Regions from separate parts of the Manis pentadactyla genome. Here region 1 is linked to region 2. Evidence: chromatin contacts called from public Hi-C data. All regions are on one chromosome and are shown on one strand. Each heading gives the region's core, a stretch centred on a gene start, on an enhancer-like site or on the middle of the called end of the contact. The rest is flanking DNA. Distances are from core to core; before and after follow the strand shown. Region 1 holds the start of RASGEF1C (RasGEF domain family member 1C). Region 2 holds the start of FLT4 (fms related receptor tyrosine kinase 4).

Evidence for each region. Hi-C and Micro-C count contacts between places; a contact is called where the count stands out from the background.
Region 1: a contact with region 2 is called in a Hi-C map of fibroblasts, with 2.4 times the contacts expected there. The contact joins the promoter of RASGEF1C here to the promoter of FLT4 in region 2. A contact is called at or near these places in 2 of 3 Hi-C or Micro-C datasets (fibroblasts and skin fibroblasts).

The regions. Positions count from the first base shown.
Region 1 is chr13:58,638,701-58,644,434 of mManPen7.hap1, reverse strand. It overlaps RASGEF1C (RasGEF domain family member 1C), which reads right to left and starts at 1,855. Exons shown (of 14, transcript XM_036917838.2): 1 at 1,699-1,855.
Region 2 is chr13:58,315,299-58,321,703 of mManPen7.hap1, reverse strand. It overlaps FLT4 (fms related receptor tyrosine kinase 4), which reads right to left and starts at 3,762. Exons shown (of 31, transcript XM_057490385.1): 1 at 3,493-3,762. The coding sequence starts at 3,559.

The DNA of each region.
Region 1 (5,734 bases), core at 606-3,105, 320 kb before region 2:
CCAGGAGGCTGCAGGACACAGGGCAGTGCTTGAGCCCAATCCAGGCTCCCTGTCCACCACAGCTGGTCCCTCGAAGGAGACCCCGAGTGCTCAAAAATCCCTGGCAGACTCCAGCCGCCTCCTCCTCACTCCCTCTCCTGCCCCCCATCCTCCCCACCTCCCTCAGGGGCATCCTTACCATACTCAAACTGTGAACCCTCTGGGGGCTGCCCACTGTGCTTAGAGGAAAACCCAGCTCCCCTCACTGGCTCTGACCAGCTCCTCCTACCCGTCCCCAGCTTGCCTCAGGGCCTTTGCACCTGCCATTCCCTCAGACCTTAACCTTGGCTCTGCTCTTCCATTTACATCACAGCCTGAGAGGGTCACTGCTCTGGGACACCCTCCCTCACCAGGCTGAGGCTCTTACCCCCACCCAGTCTTCTTCCACCCCAACTACCCCGTCTTATTTTCCTCCTAGTCCTCTTATCCTCTGCAAGAACTTCGGCTTTTCCTCTGATTACTTGTTCAGCTTCTCTGTCCCACACCGGTTTGTAAGCACTTACTGGGCGGGGAGCAGATCGCTCGCAGTAGGCGCCCAGTGAACTCTCTCCCCGAGGGAGTGGGCAACCGTAGGCCTGCCCTGGTCGCCTGGCATAGCAGCCGGAGTACGCTTTTGGAGCGAGTTGCACTGGGGTTAGAACCCCAGCTTTGCCGCTTCCCTGTCCTGAGACCTTGACAGGTCCTGTCACCCACTAAGCCTAAGTACACCAACCTTAAGATGGGGACACAGCACCTGCTGGGCCGGTGCACTTCCCCAAGGCACGACGCAGCTCCAGAAGCTCAGAACATCTGCCTCAGCGACCGGGGGCCAGAGGGTGGGGCTGGGGGGAGCCCCTTACCCCCCAAGCTGCCGCCGCACGCCGAGCATGGGGCAGGGACAGGAGCGTGCCCGCGCCTCTCCCCTCCAGGACGCCCACCTGAGCACAGGGAGGAGTGGACTAGGGGTCTCCGGCCCCTGCCCGCCGTCACTCCGTGAGGGACACACCCAGAGGCCCCGGCTGACCCCGCAGGCTCTCCGATGGCTCTCACTGACCCTCTCCTCAATCCCACCCAGCTTCAGAGACAACACCCTCTTCTCAGGATCAAGGCTCTTCCCCTTCTTCCCAAGCACCCGGCGGGGCCGCCTTGCTACTCCCATTTCAGAGACCGGGAAGCTGAGGCCCAGTGCAGGCGGTGGGGGGTGCTTGGGTCTCGGCTGGACTCTTCCTGCCGCCTGAGCGGCTGAAGACCCAGAGTGGGGTGGCGAGGGGCGCGCTGCACAGCCGGCCTCGGGGCGCGGCGGGCGCCCGGGGGTGTGTCCCCCGCGGGTCTCCTCCCCGCCACTGCCCTGGCGCATGCACCCCGCAGCCTCCTCCCGCGTCCACCTGCCCCGCAGCCCACCCGGCGGCCGCGCCTCCCGGGCCCGCCGGCAGCGCACAGGGCCACCCGCGCGCGCACCTGTGCCCGGGGTCAGGCCCGCGCGTCCCCGCGCAGCTGCCCGGACGCCCGCCGTCCCCGCCGGCTCGCCGCCTGCACCTCCGCGGCGCGCCTGCCCCGCACCAACTACCCCGCACCAAATACCCCGCCCCGCCGCCGCCGCCTGCAGCCCCTCCCCAGAGCCCGCAGCCTCGCGCCCTTGGCCGCAGCGCCCTCGTCCCGCCCGGCCGCGCCCCCACTCACCGGCTCCCGGCGCGCCCGGACCCCGGGCCCGGCCCGTGGGCAGCCCCTGCCGCGCCGGCTGCGAGCCGCGGGGCCGCCGACCTGGGGCGCTGCCCGCCGCCCGCCGCCCGTTGCCGGCGCCGCTCCCAGGCGCAGCCCGCTGTGCGCTGGAGGTCGTTCCCGGCGCGGCGCGGCGCGGCGCCCCCTCGCGGCCTCACGGAGGAGCGCGGGCGGGCGCGGGTGGGGCCGTGGGCACCCCCGCTGCGCGGCTCAGTCCCTGCTCTGCTCCCGCGGCTTCGCACACCCGGCGTGGCTCTGCACACCGTCCTCTGGGTCAAGGCCATACTTCCAGGCCTGCGTTCCGGGCCCTCCGCTGCAGCTCGCCTCCCACCCAGGTAGCTGGGACCCACTAGGAGCATTGCACGCTGTCCCCCTCAGCGTGGCTGCTGCCGGACTCTGCACCCTACCGTCTCCCTCACCTGGGAAAGCCCTGGAGCCCTAGGACCCAGTTCACCCCCTTTCTTCAAGGCTGGCCCTGGTCACTCCTCTGGGCTCTCCTGCAGCGGCCACCCAGCAGTGGTGTGTGTCCTGAGTCCTGTGGGCACGGGTGGGCTTCAGGGGGACAGGGAAGACTGCACACAACCCCCTACCCTTCCCACTGCTCCGTGCCCTCTGTGGCGTGGGCCCAGGAATTGCTCCCTTGGGGAGGGTGGATCACCACTCTGAAGACCCTGGGGCACCCAGAGAATAACTGTGTGCTAGTTCACTCTTAGAATGATGTTGGGGCCTGAACATCATCCTGCAAGCCTCCTCAGTGGTGCCACCTGGACATCAAAACTTTCCAGGTTTGCTCCATTGCAGTGGTCAGGACACCTGTGCCCTGTTTTAGCCAGGGCCTGCCTGATGAGATGTGGCAGGAAACCTAACTAGCTTAAGCAAAAACAGTTTATTGGCTCATGAAGCATTTTTTAAAAAGCGAACATAGGTAGGGTGCTTTCAGAAATAGCTTGAACCAGGTGCTTAAACAATATGAATAGAAATCCACTTCCCCCTGCCCCCAGCCCCTCTGTGGTGGCATAGTCCCCAGCAGCAGTGGGAGCACACCTCCTCCGGGTTCCGAGGGAGCCCAGGGCTGCTGTGCATGAGCCAAGATGCTTGGCTTAGGGCATTTCTGCAGACCTGGACAGTGAGAACCACAGGCCTGGGTGTTGCCCTCCTGGAGCTGGGTGTGCAGTTGGCCCTGTGTCGACCCCGAGGAAGGATGGAGTAGCGTGCTGCTCTGTGCATTCCCTGACGGCTGTTTCCAGAAGACTGGACAAGTAAAAACAAGTCTAGCCTGTAGCTTACACAGTTGGGGAAACTGAGGCCTGGAAAGAGCAGGCACTTGCCTGGGGCACACAGATGTATTAGGGCCAGTGTGGGTTAGCTGGCCTGGGCAGGGAAACCTTGGGACAGGGCCGTGGTGAAGGTGATGTCCAAGGACAGTGCCAGGTCCAGGCTATGGTGATAGGCAGGGGGAACAGAGGTAGGTGGGGGGGGCAGGTGCTGGGGCCAGTCCTCAGGCTGGGCATCTTCTCCAGTTCACCCCGCACCCTCACATGAGGCCAGGTGCTGTCCCGGAGGCTGCTGGTGTTCTAGGGAGTGAGCTGCAGGAGAGCACCTGGAGCAGCTAGCTCACTCCCCTGGGACACGCGGGGGCCCCTGACCAGTGCCACTCACAGGAGCAGGGCCACTCTCCCCCATCTCTCCCCTTCTGTGAGCGCAGGCATGGGGGGCCACGAAAGCTTCCAGGCCGGGTGCAGGTGAGTGCCTGGATTCGGGTAGCTGAAACTGAAGGGCAAGCCCGCGGCCACAGCTCATGTCCCAGGTGGATGAGTGAGGCAGGACTGTGTACCAAGATGAGGGAGATGGCCGTGTTCCCTGAGCTGTCCTGTGTCATCTCCTCCTGCACGGGAGGTCTGCTCTGTGCCGAGGGTGCAGCAGGGTCGTCCTAGCCTCCTGAGCCAAGCCTCCCGGCCAGTGTGGACTTCTCTGAGCCATCCCCAGCTTCGGGGAGTGCGGCTGGGCCCTGGGAGCGTCTGGCCTGGCATCGGCACCTCATTTCCCCAGCCCCTGCGTGGCCGCCCAAGAGGGCACTGTCCAGTGAGGCCCCTTGGCCTGCCCCCCAGCCTACATCCCCCCTCGCAGGGGCTCCTCCCCTCATGCTGGGACAGAGGCTGAGCCCCGTGGAGAGCTGTGAGCCCAGCCCCCACTGCCCCCATCCTTGCTGTATCTGGTGGATATTTCCTGAGGGCCTGTGTGCCACACGCAGGTTTGGGGGGCATCTGGAGGCAGCTGGACTTGCGGGTGCAGGTATGGTGTGGCCCTCATGGGTGGGAGAAGGACACTCCGGGGTTCCAGCCGCTGCAGGCACTCCGCACCGGGAGCCTGGGAGACTCTCAGCACACCCGTCCTGGCTCCTGGGCCAGTGGGGCAGGCAATGCAGGAAGGAGCCTGGACCTGGCCAGGTTGCTGAGCGGTGTCACCAATAGCAGGGAGGTCAGGACTTCAGCCCCTAGCCAGTGCGGCCATGGCCCGGCAGCTCTGGGGCCTGGTGAAGATTCCACATTTACGGTGAGGGCAAAGCTCCAAGAGGAGTTCCTCTGGCAGCCGGGCCCTTGGTAGGGTCCCTGCTCTGGGCTGAAGGTTCACATGCCCCCCAAATCTGCCTGTTGAAGCCCTCAGCCCCAAGGTGATGGTACTGGGTGGGGCCTTTGGGAGGTGGTCAGGGCAGGAGGGTGGGGCCCTTACGAGTGGGATCAGTGCCCTTACCCAGAGAGCTCCCCCTCCGGCCATGTGAGGACACAGCCAGAAGACAGCGTCTGGGATCCAGGAAGAGGGCTCTCGACAGAACCTGACCATACTGGCGCCTGTTCTTGGACTTTCTGCCTCCAGACCTGTGAGAAATAGGTTTCTGTTTTATAAGCCACCTAGTCTGAGGCATCTTGTCAGGGCAGCCTGAACAGACTAAAACAATCAAATGTAATTATTGCTTATAGCCCAGGGCCCTGACTCTACACCAAGTCTGGGTGGGGTCAGGGAGTGAGTGTGTGTGTGCATGTGCCCCTGTGTGTACATGGTGTGTGTGCATGTGGTACAGGTGTGTGGCACACATGGGGCATGTGGGGTGTGCGCATGTGTGTGTGGGGGTCTGGGTCCCCCATCACAAGGCTGCAAGTGGGGCTGGCCCGAGGACAAGGGCAGGTCACAGGTGGGATCCCCTGGGAGCAGAGCCTGAGAGGTGAGAGCAGGTGGTTGATGTGTGAGGGATCCCAGGTTGCTGGCGGGGGTAGGGACAGCCCATAAAATATGCATTGTCAGGATAGTCAACACCGTGGCCAGTAAAGGCCCAGACCTTCCGGGGGAATGTGCTGGAAGTTTCTCTGCATTTGCCTTCTGGGCAGAGAACTTGAGAACTTATCCATGTCCCCTGTGTTTCCAGGGGCTCCTGCCCAAGGGCTGAGCCGACTGCCACAAATCAAGCAAAATTCCTGAGGTGGAAAAGAATGAGCTGGGGTGGGCCACTGCTGGTACACGCACTGGGGGCGAGGGTACAAAGACTGCTTGTGACAGTCCCCCTTTGGAACTTGGACAGATGTCTTCGGGCCCCACAATAAGTCCATGCGGCCACCCCCCACTGCTCCCCTGCAGGAGCCCCAACACCCACAAGAGGGGTTTTATGGGCCTCGGTGGCAGACCTGGGGCAGGCCTCCTGCCAGCATGGAGACCCTCTTGCTACCTGCTGGCCCTCTGGCATGAGGAGCCCAGTGTCTGGGAGGCACCGACAGAGGTTCAGAGGACCATCTACTGGTTCCAGCAGCAGAGTCCAGTGGAGGCCTGGGAGACACCTCTTGAGGGTCTCCAGCCCCCAGATGCAGAGCAAAGCTGGCCATGGACGGGCGCAAGTTCTTGGCGGGGTCCAATGGCATAAACCGCCTCTCCCCTCCGAGTGCCCCAGGCGCCTGCTGCACTCCAGCTCTCACCCATCCAGGCTGTCAGATGCTCCTGTGTGAGGAAT
Region 2 (6,405 bases), core at 2,513-5,012:
GCACTCATCCCTCCCTCCCCATCCTCCCCTGCTGCCTCCTGGGGTCACCCTCAGCCTGCTTGCTGTGTGGCTTTGCCCTTCTGGTGATGCCTTCAGGGAATCTGACCTGGCGGCTCCTTGCTCAGAACCTCTGTTTCCCAGGTGTGCTGTCAGCTCTCGCCACCTGCACGTGCTTCATTGTCCCCACCAAACTCCAGTCTCATCTGACTACCCCACCCCATACACCCTCTGGACTTTACTGCCTCTGGACCTTTGAGGGGTCCTTCTCTCTCCTTGGAATTACCTTCTCTGGAGTCTGCAGACCCCTCCAGGAAGCCCTGAGCTGGTAGCAATGCCACCTTCCTGTGCAGCCCACAGCCACCAGCTGGGCCTCAGCGGGGTCGCTGAGCACTCATCCCTGAGCTATGGATGTCTGACAGCATGTCTATCCCTGCCAGTGTGGCACTCAGGAGCAGAGCCAGGTCCAAATCCTCCCTGGGCCACCCTGAGCAGCACCAGAGCTTGTAACTTGCACAGAACTGCAGTCCCCTGGGTCTGGGTTCTGCTGCCTGGGGGCAGGGTGGGGATGGCACAGCCAGTAGCTGGTCAGACAGTCTCCTTGTCATACCTCACACCCGGTCTGGTGCCTGGCTGTGTGGGCTCTGTTCTCTGGGGAGGCAGCAGAGCCCTTCAGCCACACAGACCCCTAATCTCAGGTGTAGGGGGCACAGGGCAGAGGAGGACACTGAGAGCCCCCCACCCAATGCGGGAGCAGGAGCAGACTCCAGAGAAGGTAATTCCAAGGAGAGAGAAGGACCCCTCAAAGGCCCAGAGGCAGTAAAGTCCAGAGGGTGTATGGGGTGGGGTAGTCAGATGAGGCTGGAGTTTGGTGGGGGCAATGAAGCACGTGCAGGTGGCGAGAGCTGACAGCCCCTAATCTCAGGTGTAGGGGTCCCCAGAGCACAGAGCTGGGCCAGTGGATCACAGTACCAAGTAAGGCGGGGCTGGCCCCCAAATCGTGCCTGCACCCACTTGTGTTCCCTGGCCCACCTCTGCACACTCCTGTCCACATCAGGGCCTGGCTCAGGGCTGAGAAGCAGGGACAGCAGAGAGCTGGGATGGCCACATGTGAAGCAGCCCATGGCAGGAGCCAGTGTCCTCGAGCCAGGCCAATCTGCTGCCAAGTGGTCACCTCCTTCCCTTGCAAGTCCCTAAGCTGACTGCCCACTGTCTGGAGGTGCAAACAGCCTCTCTCTAGACTAAGCCCAAGAGATGAAGCCTCCTGGGGTTGACCTCTGCAACCTACCTTCTCCACAGGGACATTGCTAGGGCAAGGCATTTTGGAGCTGGACTGGGACGCCAGCAGTGAAGTCCAGCCCCGGCACAGACCCCAGCTTGTTGCTCTGCTACAATGGGGAAACGGAGATGCAGGGAGAGGAAAGGAGGGGCCCACGCCACACAGCTGGGCCCCGAGTCAGCTTCGGGGGCCCCAGGCTTCTCCATTGCCAGCGCCTCGCCTCCCACTCTGGCTGTGCTGACCCTTGACAGCACCTAAGTCCTCGTGCTCCTGCTCCCGCATTGGGTGGGGGGGCTCTCAGTGTCCTCCTCAGGCCAGCAGCGGGTGAGGCACATGCAGGGCTCAGGGGAGCCGCACAGGCGCCTCGCCACTGGCATCTCCCCGGCCAGCCTGGGCCACCCCTCCATGGCACCATTCAGCTAGCATTCTCTGTCCTCCTTTCACTGCGACTTTGGTAAGAGTCACATGCACTCATTGCAGGCCTGGCCTCATCTCCCCTCCTCCATGGGACACCAGCCTCCCTGGTTCTTACACCCTGTGGAATGTTCCCTGCCTCCTAGAAGCCTCTCCCTCTCTGGTGCCCCCCCCCAGCGGTGTGGGGGTCCCATCCTGGACCCTCTGCTCTGCTCCCTCTCCAGCTCTTTAGCCCAGCCTCTCCCTTGAGCCTCAGATGCTGCACCCAACTGCCTGCTGGACGTCTCCTCAAGGTGGGTCTCCCACCCCTCAGCCTGGCAGTCCAGCCAGGGCCCCATTCACTTCCTCTCCCACATTCATTCAGTCACTCAACAAACATGTCTGTGAGAGACTGGCCCGAGTTGGGTTCAGAGGAGCACAGGCAGCCAAAAGGCAGCCCCTCTGTCCAGACCTGCCCGGACCGAGAGGCCTAGACAGATGTCCTCTGCCCTCCTGCCCCTAGGTCCATCCACACCTGCCTCACCTTCCCTTTCCTCAGCCCTTCAGCCTGTGAAGGCTCCGAGAACAGGGTCCTGCTATCCCACAGACCTGTACGGGCCACTCTCCTCACTACTGACCTCCTGGGAACCTTGGGGAAGATGCAAATGACCTTGGGTTAAGCTTCCCCATCTGTAAAATGGGTCTAATGTGCCTTTGTGAGGATTAAATGATGAAGCATGTAAAGCCAGTACTCAGGGCCCACAGCACTCAAAAAGCAAGGTCCCCATCTCTCCCTTCAGGCCTCCCACACTCCTTCCCCAGCCACGCGGGGTCCACAACCCTCCCTCCACCCTCTGATTTCCAGGGTCACTCACTAGATCTTGCCGTAGACTTCCAGCCCATCCTCTCCACTCCTGACTTCATCCTTGAAGCCCCATTCACTACAGTTCTCTCTCTACTCCCTCCCTTACGTCCCGCGCTCCATTTTCTCCAGTTCAACAGCCGCACCTCCGGGCTTGTTCCCGACGCAACCGGACCCTGCCTCTCCTGTGTTTGAGACCCTTTCGTGGTGGCCCCTGCCTTCTGCGCCAGGCTCCTGAGCTCGGCCCTCAGGGCTCCTGCCCCGTCGAAAAGAGGGAGGTCGGCCTTCTGCCTCTTCTGCCACGCGGGTCGCTCACGAGTTGCCTATCCGAGATTCACCTAAAGGTCCAAAACGCACCTGTGCGCAATCCGCGCCATGGCGCTATGTCCCGTGGTCCCCACCTCTGTCCCCTGGAGTCCTTGGTCTGTGGAAGGTGGACGCCCGCCGTAGCGCCCTCTGGGGGACCGACCTCGAGCGCAGACGAGGCGTCGGGAAGTGCGCACCCCGGTCTGCGGCCCGGCGGGGATTGCCGCCTTGGCGCCCGGGACCGTCCCTGGTGCGCGCGGGTCGCAGGCTGCCCGGTTCGGCGTGGGGACTCCTTAGGGAAGCGTGTAAGCAAGCAAGCCAGGGATCCTGGATGAGGATGCGGCGCGACGGGGCCGATCCAGGGTCGCTGAGCCGTGGGCGGAGGAGCGAGGTGGACCCCGAGCACCATCCCTGCGCTGCGCTGCAGCCCGGCGCCCCGTCCCTGACCCGGCTGCAGTCGCTGCCCGCCCTTTCCTCATCCCGGGGGCCTGGCCCGACCCGCCGTGCTCCGGCCGGCGTCCGCACCCTTGGCTCCCCGCCCTGCCTCTCTTGGTGCCCCCGGACCCCGTTCCCCGTCGGTGCGGCCCCTCCGCTCGCCCCGGGACAGCGACCCCCCTCGCGGCCAGCCGCGCCCTCGGGCGGGCGGCGGGCTCACCGCGCTCGCGCTCGAGGAGTCCCAGGCAGAGCCACAGGCGCAGGCACAGGGCGGCGCCCCGCTGCATCTCCGGCCGCTGCGGCGCGGGTCCGACCTGCGCGGCGGCGCTCGGGGCTCGGAGTGTGGGCGCGCGGCCTGGGCGGGGCCTGGGCGGGGCCAGGCGCTCGGGCCGCCCCCCACACTTCCAGCTCCGCCCCCAGCCGGGGCCGCGGGCGGCGAGGTGCCCGTTGTGCCCCGCGGCGGGAGGCTGGTCGGTGAACCCCCGCACGCGTCCCCTGCGGCCTTTAAGTCGCCAGCCGCTGCGGGCGGGCGTAGATGGGTAAAGCACCAGTCCCCACTGCGATTTTAGGGAATGGACCTCGCAGTCAAGGTTGCACAGAATGTGCCAGACCGTATTTTTCTGTAATTTCCTTTAGCCGATAAAAACTACCTTTAAAGTAAGAAAAAAAGCAATGCCTATTACTTAAAAATACCAGTATGTGAAATGGTTGAGGACATGCGGCAAACTCCATCTTATCACCTACCAGGTGTGGATGGAGGCTGTACCCTGCGCAGGCCCGCACCCAGTGTAACCAGCCCCCACCCTAAAGTCATGGCCTCTTTAGATCTCCCCCAAATAGTTTTGTTCTGAGCTCATTCATCAGTCCTTGTATCAGGGGACACTTCACTATCTGACTTGGCAACCCTCTCATGGATTTCCTTTCTCTTTTCAGTTCTGTCTCTGCAATTTTCCTATTTGAAAATAAGTCCCATGACGATGATTTTCGCAGCCTCCCTTCCCTGCTTTTGTTCTACTTCATTCAGTTTTTCCCATCCCCCGACCTCAGCAAAAGTCCACTCATTCTTGCCAGAAACCAAGCCCGGATTGTTGATAACAACCATTACCAATTCTCAGGCGCAAGTAAGAACTGAATATATTTTAAAGCTGGAATCACATATCACTGCAAATAGTATAATGATTTAATAAATAAAGTTGGAGAAACTAGGCAACTAAATAGTAAAGTTAGATTCATTTTCAACTATATATTGATTTTCCAATTTGTTTTTGGTTTTAAAATTAAAAAATAGATGTTACACACATGTAGACAGTATATGCCAATGTAAATTTTAAACCTGTTTCCACCCTTAGATCAAGGAAAATAGAATGGCACTAGCTTTCCAGACGCTATCCCCCTTTCCCATCACAAAATCCTCCCTAAACCCCAAATCCTGACTTTATCATATCCCTGCTTTTCCGTATCTTGTCATTACTCAAATACATATTTTACTTGTCTTTTTAAACATTATATAAATGGAATGCTTCCCATATACATGTATTCTTCTGCTCAGCATCTTTTGTGAGATTTATCTATAGCACTTAGATAACCTACCCTTCACTCATATTCATTGTTATAGTCTTTCCACTGTGTGAAAACCACAATGTATTTGTTCATCTGCTGTTGATGGAAGGTCTTGTTGTTACTAGTTTCCAGCTTCTGCTGCTATGAACATACTTGTATGTTTCTTGGTGTACATATACCCTATTCTCTAGGTATGCGTCTAGGAGTGAAATTGCTAGGTCCTAGGATGTGTATCTGCATCTATGGCAGACAGTGCCAGCTATCTTTTCATTATTTGTACCATTTTGTACTCTGCGGCTGTGTAACTAGTTCCCTGTGCTCCATACCTTCAATGACATGGTATTGTCAGTTTTGATTTTTTAACTTAGCCATTCTAGTTGGTTTGCAGTGGCATCTCATTATGGTTTTCATTAGCTTTTCCCTAATTCCCTAATTAAACACATTTATATAATTGGCCATTTGGATTTCAAGATGTTTGTTCTTTACTACTGCCTATTGTCTTCTCCTTATTGATTTATAGAAGTTCCTTATATATTCTGGATATGAGTCCTTTGCCAGTTCTGGTACTATTGCTCTGTAGCAAATTACTCCAAAATGTAGTGGTGTAAAGCAGCAACCATTTTACTTAGCTTATGCTTTTGAGAGTCAGGAATTTGAGAAGGGCTTGGCTGCATAGTTCTGGCATGGGGCTCATGTAGTTGCTGTCAGGTTTCCAAAGGCTGGACTGGGGTGGACAGCTGGCAGTTGATGCCGGCTGTCATCTGGGAGCTCAGCTGGTGCTGTCAGTTGGCTTATTCATTCATGGCCTTTCCAGCAAAGCAGTCTCAAGGTGGTTGAGCTGGCTTCCTCAGATTAAGCATCCCAGGAGAACCAGGTAGAAGCTAGATGGTCTCAAAGAAGTGTCAGCCTGCCTGGTGGACATAGTTTCCAGCTCTTGGATAGGGAGAGACCAGGTCACACTGCTGAAGAGCATGTGGGATGGGAGATATTGCTGAAGCCATCTTTGGAAAACACGCTTGGACACAATGTGCTACAAATCCTCCCTCCATTCAGGATCTTACTTTTCAGTCTCTTAATTGGTACCTGTTTTGAGGGTAGAAGGGATGGGGAGACAGAAGATCTTAATTTTGATGCAGAACTCTTATGAATTATTTTCCTTTTGGTTGGTGCTATTTTTAACATTTTAAAGAAATCTTTCTCAACCTTGATGTCATGAGGATATTTACAACATTTTATCATTTACAAATTTCAAGTGTTTTATCTTTCACACTTAGATCTTCAGGCATCTGTGATTGTTTCTGTATAGTGTGAAGCAGAGGAGTCAGTATTTTTTTTCCCTCAAAGGATATCTAATTGTCCCGTCACTATTCATGAAAAGACCATCCTTTCCACACTGTTCTCTAGTTCTACTTTGGCTGTAAATTAGTCTACATTGCTTGGATAATTTTGGGGGCTTTGTGTAGGTGTCTGTGGGGCTTGCCTATTTTTGTACTGATATCATCATGCCAAAGCTATATAATAATCTCCATATCTGGAAGGTCCTTCTGATTTATTCTTTAAAAGTGACCTTGAA